3 separate regions of the Mus musculus genome follow, and all the other regions are linked to region 1. A link is a contact called in public Hi-C data. All regions are on one chromosome and are shown on one strand. Each heading gives the region's core, a stretch centred on a gene start, on an enhancer-like site or on the middle of the called end of the contact. The rest is flanking DNA. Distances are from core to core; before and after follow the strand shown. Region 1 holds the start of C230012O17Rik (a long non-coding RNA gene). Region 2 has its middle 47 kb from the start of C230012O17Rik. Region 3 has its middle 31 kb from the start of Gm46848.

Region 1 (3,391 bases), core at 651-3,150:
ACTTGAGAATCCATTTTTAACAAGCAGGGCCTGCTGCCTCAAGCCAGCTAAACACCAAAGCATGCTGGGCTGCCCACACTGCAAATTATGTGGAATGTTCTCCGTGTTTTGTGGTTGCGAGAGTACTGATTTTGTTCATCATCCAGTTCAAACTAAAAGACCATGTCTGACCTTACAGAAACTTCCCAAGTAATTCAAACTGACTGACAAAAATCCCATCAGCTTCAAAAAGAAAAAAAGACTATTGCCTAGTTCAACATTTCCAACGTGATTTTTCTTTTTAAGTTAAGAGACATAATGTAAATTTGAAGAAACTCCCTAATGTATTTCAAGAGAACAGTAAGAACTCACCCTAACCCTGGCTATCAAAAGCAGAGGGCGGGATGTTATGAGGAAGACCACTTGCAACAATGTAAAGAGCATTTATAGCAAAAGCAAATTGCGAACGCATTTCCCCAATAGCTAGCAAATTAAAGCAAAAATAAAAAACCACTCTAAGAGTTGCTAATTCCATCTGTAATGTTCATGTAGACACTGAAATCCCTCAGCATCAGCTGTGGAAAGCGACTGCTCCAAAGGAAGAGCATGGTACCCTTAATAGCCCTGGCAGCACTGTATTCTGAGTACTGTTTACTGAACCATCAGTGGGCCACTCTCAAATCAGACAGCAAAAGAGTTTTCACAGAGGGGAACATAGAACTTCCTCTAGGTTTGCTACTGAGGTCAACTTTCTAAGTTGTAAACTGGAGAATCACCCGAGGCCATTTTTGATGTGCTGAAAAATCTAAGTTTTACCTAGAGAATCACCTTCTAATGGTGAAATTGTTTTGATCCTGAGAAAAATGCCTGATTCAATCAACCCCAGTGGTGGGGTTGCTTTGATAGATATATGTGTGTTTAAGATCTTTGGTAATGGCATGCTAGTCCAAGCTTTATAAGAGTTGAAGTGTTTGTCAGGAAGCAGTATTCTTTAACTAAAATGTTCAAAGATAACCAACCCTAGCAAGAACAGTTTTTAGCTTCTAACCATATAGATCTGCTGTTCTTAGTGAGCATGCGCCATTGTGTCCCTGAATGATTTCCCTGTGACAGGTGACAGAGATACATGACAGACACAGGGCTTGTATGACATCATTATATCTACATAAATCCATATCCATGCACGTGAGTACAGAGAAAAGGTCTCAAAAAGAATCCTCATACAATATACGTCCCAAGTCAAGTATAGCGATATAATCTCAAAGAAGTCACACTGCCCAGGACTCAGTCACAGCCACCTTTAGAGCATCAAACCCTTACCAACCTGCCCAAAGTACAACCAACATAAGGGACAACTGCACCCAGAGTTAGGGGTTTAAGTATGAGACTTCTGAGCAAATACTTCTCCAAGAATGTTGACAAAAAATTACACACACACACACACACACATCAGAACTGATGATTAAAACAACTCTGTAAGCATTTTCTGGTAGTACATACACACATACACAGACACACACACATATAAATGTGCATGTACACATATATACATATATGTGTATATATACATACATATATGTAACAAAGTGACAAAATTATATTCCAAGACAAAAATCAATGTCCCATTTTTTTTTACAGTATTCGTGGCTATTTCTGTTATTGCAAAACTTCCATGGTACAGATAAGGCATTTCCTTAGCTATCCTTACTATTTTAGTAGCAAGTATCTTTCTTCCACATATATGAAACATATGCATAACTTACTCTGAAAAGTTCAGGATTTAAGGGCGAGAGTTTGATTATAATTGTTCCAAGTGAACTAGATGATACAATCAATTGTGTCACTAAAATGTGGGCTATGTGATACTGTGTAATACCGCACAGAACTCTTTATCAGCACTTTTGACTTCCAGCTGACATCAGATGACCACACTAACAGGAGAACGCAGAATGCAGGAACTGAAGCCCGAAAGGTAAGCATGTGGGGCTTCCTTCCCATGTGGGACCCGTGGAGAAAGACCGTCCGCAGGAGATGAACTTTCTATTAGCCTTTATCAAATAAATGATTGCTTACCTCCTTCCTGGGTAAAAGTGTCTGAAGTAAAGTCATATTATACAATAAACCAAGTATTGTTTACCATTTCTAGAAATATTACTTATAAAATCCTTAAGAAGTTAGAGCATTCTTAATCTAAGACATGATGAAAAGCAAACTTGTCGATAAACAAAGAAAATCCTTTTTTAAAAGGATGCCACTAAACCTCACCCTGCCTCACTGGGGTGGCGAAGGCGGGGGTGGGGGTGCATTCTAACGCAAAAGCCTGTATTTCCTAAGTATTTCAGACAATCCAAATATTTCATCAAAGATCACTTCTGAAAACTGGATCAGCCCTGGGGGTTAATTTCTCATAAAGCTACGTTGCTAAGTTTTTTTTTAAATACCCAGGCGAACATGCTGAGTCTCAGCCTAGAGTGGAGAGCCCAGGGCGGGAAAGTTCCCGAGGGTCACAGCCCTCCGCGAGGTCTGCTCGGCGGAGCCCCGGCTGGAGCACCGGGGATCAAGGAGGCCCGAAGCAGCGCAGGACATCGCGTGGCCCCGGGAAGCCGCGGCCGCGCCGGGAGCCTCTCCGGGTTGCCGGCTGCCGAGTCAGCCGCTTCCTGCCGCGGGGTCCGGAGAGAGCCGCGCTCCGCGCCACCAGCCAGCCCGTCCGACCGACCGCCCGCCCGCCCGCCCGCCCAGGATGCGCTCGCCTGCCAGGGAAGCGCTCACACCTCGCACAAAAGGCGCCGCGGCGGGACGGCGGGGAGTAGGCGACCGCTGCCTCCCGGAACTTTGCGGACATCGCACCGCAGCTCCACAGCTCCGAGCCCCCGGCGCAGGAGGAGGCCGAGGCGGCGGCGGAGAGTCGGGGCATCGCCCGGCAGTGCCTCCGCCTTGCCGGCTGCCGGCGGCTCCCGCCCCCGGTTAACCAGCGCTCGCTCTTAAAGGCGCCCGCTGCTGGTTAGGCCGCGAGGTAAGGAAGAGAGGAGTGGGGTGGAGGCAAGGAAAGGGGGAGGGGGCAGCTCAGACAGGCTCCCGGGAGTCTTCTGCAGTCTAAACTCAGACTCCTCTCGCTCCAGGTCCCCAGGTCACCCCACCCCCTAAAACGGGAGTTAAGTGCTCAGACCCTACACCAAAGATGTGTAGCCACTGCTGGCTAGCTCAGGAAACCTCACATTTGCTTGAACTGCCCACACCTCTGTTAAGATCTTTATCTTAACACCCCCCATCCCTGCCTGGGCCACACTTACCATAGAGCTAAAATCGGCGCCCAATGGGACCATGCTTCCCTCCGCTGATTGGGCAGCCTCCCGGGTGTTTCTTCATTTCCAACACTGTGAGGAGGGGCTCATCTGGAGCACTTCACATTGAA
Region 2 (3,391 bases), core at 284-2,783, 47 kb before region 1:
CAGCGGAATGCCAGGGCCAGGAAGTGGGAGTGGGTTGGTTGGGGAGCAGGGCAGGGGGAGGATATAGGGAACTTTTGGAGAGGAAACTAGGAAAGGGGATAGCATTTGAAATGCAAATAAAGAAAATATCTAATTAAAAAAATGAAAGATTCATTATAAAAAAAAAAGGTAGTATAGTATCTGCATCACCTATCAGACCTCAAAATAATGATGGCTGCCTTGATGTGACTTGATGTGGATGTTTTATGTTTTTAAAGTGCAGTAACAGCCTTAGCCAGGAGTTGACAAATCTAACTACTACTTATAACCTTTACTTAGCTTTAGCCAGTACTACTTCTTTATTTAGTATTTAAATCCTTTAGTATTTGCTTATTCATGGAACAGAGACAGAAGTCACCTTGGTCAAACAGACTTTTGAGCTTATTTCAAAAAGTACAGCATGAGCCCTGTGTCCACCCCATGTGTCTTCTCCAACTCTGCTCTTAAGGGACCAGCCACCTTTGTTTTACAGATTGGTTGGGGTGTGTAAGTTCTCTGGACATCTGCAAGACTCAGGTCTGATTTGGCTGTTTTCTTTTCTTTTTCTATGCTTTTTTTTTTAAGAAAAAAACTAAGGCAGCTTATTGTTCTGATGGGATTCGAATGTACCTCTGTGTCTATTCATCCATGTGTCACATCTTGGATTGACTCTTTATTCCCAGTGTCTTCCTGGCAAAGACAATGAGCACAGTGAGCATATTAATAAATGTTACATAATAACAACTATTAAATGTTCCTTTGAAATCTCAAGCAGCTTTTTATCTTTAGCTCCTACTTTGAGATAATTATACACTTCCCTAAAGCTATTAATAGCTCCAATCAGGAAGAACAGCTGAAAAGAAATGTGTAGAGTCCTGCCAAATCTGGGATGCCAGTGATTTCAAATCCACAGAGCTGTGGGAAGTGTTTTAAAAAGTGGTATTTGACATATAGATGTCAAAAAACATCAATAGAAAGCTTTCCCAGGCACATTTTCAAGATACCATAGTTTCCTAGCTGTAGTACACAGTTGCCCATATCGCCAGCATCATTCATTTACAAAGACACTTAGACCACACAGAAGAGTTGCAGCACAGCTTTCAGGCTGGCACACAGTCCCTGGCACACGGTTCCTCAGAATGAGCATCACAAATCATGTACTCCCTCTGTCTTTTGAAAAGTAGAGGTCCTACACATTTAAGCAAGACCACAAGACAAAGTCACAGACTAGCCTTAAAGGAATGTGGCAGATGGATTCCTCCATCTTGTGCACTAGAAATCACAAACACTTATAGACCATTCTTCAGGTTTTTAAGTCCACAAAATAAAGTTACCAACCATCTTTCTTGGGCATACTCATTCCTCATCTTACTTGACACATCAGAGAGAAAAATCAAAATAAAACCAGTGACCAGGATTACTTTCTCCCATTAAGGAAATGATTAGTGGAGTAAGTATGTCATTGGACTGCAAGACTCAAGACCTGGGCCCTGACTCAGCTCTTGTGGCTTACAGTCTATGATTTTGCCAAGACTCTGTTATCAGGTTCATTTTCTGTACTTTTGGGGACACTACTCTGTGTGAGCAGCCATGATAAAAGGCAGAAACAGTGAACAAGCACAGCACTTCTGCCCCCAGGAATGGTAGTTTTCAGGAAGCTGTGAACCTGGGGGAAGGAACGGAGAGAAATGGCTGAGAGGCCACTCCTTTGTTGCTATCACTATACCTCTGAGATGCTCTTCCGTAGTTCATTTTTCTGCCTCCATTTGGTTTTACAGTGTTTTGTTTTGTTTTGTTTTTTGGAAGCCATTTGTCTCTAGATTACATAGAACCGTTTATTGCTCAGCAATAGTAGTCTTCACACAAAGTAACCTAAAATATTGTGGTTTCTTACAATCTAAAATAATCACAGCTTTTGAGACTATAGGTAAAGTTGCACAAGAAAAGTCCGTCTTTCTCTCTGTCATGGAAAAAAATGTTTTCTATATGATTCATAGATGCTATGCTAATAAGAACAGCCCAAGAGATATCAAAGCAGAAAGAAATGTCTGCCAACAACCAACTTCCCAAAGAGGTTTCAATCAAGGGAACAAAGGTAATAGCAATGAATTCCAGAACAGGTGGAGGGTAGCGTCAGCTCCAGGATCTCAGGGCACCCAGGCTCAGATCGTATTGCAAGTCCAACCACTGAAATGTAGCAATTCTCTACCTCACCACATTGGCCTATTGGTTCTCTATAAAATACATCCTTTTTCTTACTGGTTAGGCTTGTGTGATAAAAATATTAAAATCATAAGTAACTAAACATTTCATTACTGTCCACTATACTAACAAAAATGAAATTATTAGGGCTACAGAAATAGGTCAGTTGGTAAAGTTGGTAAAGTCTAAGGACCTGAGTTTGATTCCCAGAACTCACATGGAGGAGGAAGAGGAAGAGGAGGAGGAGGAGGAGGAAGAGGAGGGAAGGAAGGAAGGAAGGAAGGAAGGAAGGAAGGAAGGAAGGAAGGAAGGAAGGAAGGAAGGAAGGGAGGGGAGTATTAGGAGGAGGAGAAAGGAAGGAAGAGAAAGGAGAAGGAGGAATGGGAGGAAGAAGAGGAGGAGGAAGTGAAGGACCCAAGCTTAATGGCACATATTCTTGTCATCCTAGCAATGGGGTGAGGAGCAGGTAGATCGCTTTGAGTTAACTAAAATCTTTAAAAAACAGAGCTAATTTTTCTCCAAAGAAGAAATTCCAGCCATGGACATCTCCCATTTGAATCTGCCTCTCTGTCCATTCATCCATGTGGTTTTGCTAACTGTACAACCATGCTAACTTTTTCAATAAATGTCATAATTTCCTACCAGAGTTCTCTTTCTGGTTACATATGATTTCACACAGCCATGGAAGTTGTTTTCATTCTACAGCAAAGCCAACTGCTTTCATTTTTATGTTTTAAGGTAGATGCTGCTGTGCTCTGGCCCTAATAGAGATGGATCCATTCTTTTCACAGGTATGAGTAGCGTCAAATGCAGCATGGTGTTCTATTTTGCTAAATTGCTCTTACCTTTTGTTTCAGAAGAAAACAATGACTATATATATTCAGTGCAACCTTTCTTTATAAGTTTCAGCTGCACATGAAAGACAGGAAATCAGGTCCTCACATCTAATGGGCACAGAGCCACAACTCTTGTATTCACATAAATACTCCCTGTATTTATCTAAAGGGACTCTGGAATTGGAGTTGCAGCATGAATCCTATCATCTACATAGCAGCAGTCTCTGCCTCACAAATGCTAATAATTTTAAGTGACTCAGCAGTACATTTTCAAAACTCTCCTAGACAGAATTTCCTCACTGTTTCTTAACACCCATCATCTTCTGTCAAATTTC
Region 3 (3,391 bases), core at 669-3,168, 39 kb after region 1:
TTGTAAATTCAGAATACTATCTGGTGTTGTTCCCCTTTACCATTTAGATATGAGATGAAATTTGTTTTAAGGTTAAATAGAAAAGTTGAAGTTGGAAATTAAAGGACTCAAGCAAGGCTAAAGTGCTGATTAAATCTACCCATAATATACTGCTTGGAGGACTGAACTTACATTCAATAAAACATTTTGATAATATCTGTCTTAAGAAGCACATTGTAAATCTGTGGCTACCCTGATCCACTTAGCTATTTATCTGCTTGGATACATAGGAGTGAATAGGAAAATCTATAAGTATGTGTTTGACGTTATAAAACTTCAGGAATAGAAGAAAATCATGAATTTCTCACAATGACCTCAGACAGTTTCTCAGTGACCCATGTGTTCCTTACACAGAGCTAGCAACTTTCTAAAAGCTAATAAATATTAGTTAATTAACAACTAATAAATTCGCCTTTGATGAGTTACCTGCACATAGGCACTAGGGGCGGGACGACAGGCACAGTTGCCATGCAGACAAAGCTCAGGGTAGGAAAGACTATTAAGTGCCTATTTTCAGGTTTGCTGTAAAAAGCAAAGAGCTGTACAAGTGAAATGCAAAGTAAGGACCATTGTGTTTATGCAAGTATACATACAAGGAACGATACAGTCTCTCAGGAGAACATTGTTGAAAGTATAAAAATAAGTAGTGGTATATACCACACATATACGTGTACTTAAACACATATATGTATGCACATTTATACACATATAGGTATACATGTGTTTTCCCAACATTGATACAGATTGTTGCAACTAAAGTTGGATTTTTTTGTATAGTGTGTATTTCTGTATATTTTTAAAATATTCAAAATCAAGTGGCTATTACTCTTTTAATAAGAAAAAAATATTATTCAAATACAAAATAACCTTAAATTAGAGTTTTAAAATGTTTACATGTTTTTAAAAGCTTGCTTATCATCACAAGATTAGAAGGCTTATCTTATAGTTAAGGAATCTAATAACAACACAACTAGTAGAACTCATCCTGCATTTTAGACATCATGCCAAACCTGTCTTTTTACCAAACTGAAAGACTAATCGGTGACGTTTCAATTTGTGTTCTGCGCTTCCAGACACTATTATGGCAAATATTTCAATGGATGAGTGAATTAAAACAATATAAGCGAAAAATACTTCTCATAAATATGAGAGCTCTGCATAAAATATGTGCCTTCTTTATTTTTAAAAAGCCAGTGAATTCAAATGTATCATAGAAACCGATCGCTTCCATTTCACATGACTAGTAATATAGAAACATGTGCAAATAAAGCTGGCTTTGTTTACTCCATTTGTTTAATCCGACACTTGCTAATTACCAGCCACTACACTGATGATTAGTCATCCAAAAAAAGGAAAGTAATTAGGGAGCAAAGATAATCTAGTTTTTAAATCTATGACTCATAGAGATACTTTATAAAAGATATCTAAATGTCCAGTGACTGAATAGATGTTTGACATCATTCTGCTTCAAGAAAATACAAATTTAAACCATGTTCCACACCGCCACATGCCTGAAACTAGAAAACTGTCCACACCACCTATTGGTGCAGCAATAAGTCAACTCTGGGGCTCATCAGCTGTGACTGAGCAAGATGCTACAGCTACTTGGAAGAAATACTGATAGTCTCTAATAAAGGCAAATACACCCACCCTCAGACTCAGCAATTTCATCCCTACACACATACCCAAAGGGGATGAATGCATGCATCCCCAGAAAGACACAAGAATAATCACAGTACCTGAAAACTGGAAGCACCATGACTATTACTCAATAGGGAATTAAGAACAATGCAATATTAAACACAGTAAACAAAGCAATGAACTGGCACAGTGACAGATGACTCGCAAACACAGTCTGTACAGCGGAATACATTCTGAATGATTCACTTAGAGTTCAGGAACAGACAGAAACCAACTGTGTGATGGAGGCTAGGACAGTGGGCACTTGGAGTGAGGCCTGAGCACTTCTGACCACGGACTGAGACAGAGCAGAAGGGGACTCCGTGCTCTGGGTCTTGAGCCAGGTAGCATACATATGTATGAGGCGTAGTGCACATGAGCAGAAACTCACCCTTACAGTTTGCACATTCTCCTGCAGGTTATGAATAGCCTGATCTAAAAATAGGATAATTGAATCCTTGCTTCCAAGAAGCCATAATAGGTGAACTTCTGGTCACAGAGGATGGTAAGTGATAAACATCTGGAAGAGTATCCATGTTGCTCAGAGTGGGGCACCCAGTTCGGCCTGGGCAACCAATTCTGCCTGAGGAAGGCTCAAGGCCCAGGATTCTTTTGGTTGGTTGGTTGGTTGGTTTGGTTGATTGGTTGGGTTTGTTTTTGTTTTTGTTTTTGAATGTTAATTTATTTTTTCTACATTATACATTTATATCTTTAATACGTACAGATCTTTGCTGTAAATTATGACATAAGGAATATACTAAGCTTTTAAAACTCAGTCAATTGATCATACAGTGTGTGTGTGTGTGTGTGTGTGTGTGTGTGTAGTTAAAATAGCTGCATATGTATCAGAAGATGGCCTGGTCAGCCATCGTTGGGAGGAGTGGCCCCTTGGTCTTGCAAACTTTATATGCCTCAGTGCAGTGGTACGCCAGGGTCAAGAAGTGGGAGTGGGTGGGTTGGGGAGCAGGGGGGGGGGAGAGTATGGGGGATTTCTGGGGTAGCATTTGAAATGTAAATGAAGAAAATACTTAATTAAATAAAAAAATTAGATACAGAGCAAAAAAAAAGAATTCTCAACTGAGGAATATCAAATGGCTAATAAAAAATTTAATAAAGAAAAAAATGCAGGCAATGTGAAAAAAATCAAATAATGAACACTTTTTCAGTATTATAAGTGTACAGATGTTTGAAGACCTTTCTTAAAAACTTTTTTTCTTGGTTACTTTATTTATTTACATTTCAAATGTTATCCCCCTTCCTGGTTTCCTTCTGCAAACCCCCGACTCCATCCCTCCTTTTCCCAGCTTCTATGAGGGTGATCCCCTACCAGCTCCCTATTGCCCTGGCATTCCCCTACGCTGGGCATTGAACCTTCACAGGACGAAGGGCCTCCCCTTCCATTGTTGCCAGATAAATCCATCCTCTGCTACATAAGCATCTGAAGCCATGGGTCCCTCCATGTGTACTCTGTGGTTGATGGTTTAGTCCCTGAGAGCTCTGGTTGGTTGATATTGTTGTTTTGTCTTCAGCTCCTTCACTCCTTCCCCTAACTCCTCCATTGCAGTCTCCGTACTCAATCTAATGGTTGGCTGCAAGCATCAAAGACATTTTTAATAAACAAAAATTGAAATAATGTAGTAATGCCATAAGATTGAATATATGGGCCAGAAGA

The links. Hi-C and Micro-C count contacts between places; a contact is called where the count stands out from the background.
Region 2: a contact with region 1 is called in a Hi-C map of adipose-derived mesenchymal stem cells, with 1.7 times the contacts expected there. The contact joins the enhancer-like site here to the promoter of C230012O17Rik in region 1. A contact is called at or near these places in 1 of 39 promoter capture datasets (embryonic stem cells), 3 of 484 Hi-C or Micro-C datasets (adipose-derived mesenchymal stem cells, germinal vesicle oocytes and nephron progenitors), 2 of 115 datasets of contacts at active chromatin or transcription factors (both in embryonic stem cells) and 2 of 9 other capture datasets (adipose tissue and pancreatic islet).
Region 3: a contact with region 1 is called in a Hi-C map of olfactory sensory neurons, with 1.9 times the contacts expected there. The contact joins the enhancer-like site here to the promoter of C230012O17Rik in region 1. A contact is called at or near these places in 4 of 484 Hi-C or Micro-C datasets (cerebral cortex, olfactory sensory neurons, uterus and 1 more), 1 of 115 datasets of contacts at active chromatin or transcription factors (embryonic stem cells) and 2 of 9 other capture datasets (adipose tissue and pancreatic islet).

Annotation. Positions count from the first base shown.
Region 1 is chr4:24,965,984-24,969,374 of GRCm38.p6, reverse strand. It overlaps C230012O17Rik (a long non-coding RNA gene), which reads left to right and starts at 1,900. Exons shown (of 3, transcript XR_881168.2): 1 at 1,900-1,951; 2 at 2,425-3,391. Gpr63 (G protein-coupled receptor 63) reads right to left here and starts at 2,935. Exons shown (of 2, transcript NM_001379626.1): 1 at 2,751-2,935.
Region 2 is chr4:25,012,918-25,016,308 of GRCm38.p6, reverse strand. No RefSeq gene overlaps it. Among named protein-coding and RNA genes, the nearest start is that of C230012O17Rik, 47 kb to the right of the region's middle. Within about 2 kb of position 1,533, at least 16 of the 459 cell types and tissues checked have an H3K27ac peak or open chromatin away from gene starts, as enhancers often do. A contact at or near this core is called in adipose-derived mesenchymal stem cells, where this site is marked.
Region 3 is chr4:24,927,093-24,930,483 of GRCm38.p6, reverse strand. No RefSeq gene overlaps it. Among named protein-coding and RNA genes, the nearest start is that of Gm46848, 31 kb to the right of the region's middle. Within about 2 kb of position 1,918, at least 6 of the 459 cell types and tissues checked have an H3K27ac peak or open chromatin away from gene starts, as enhancers often do. A contact at or near this core is called in olfactory sensory neurons, where this site is marked.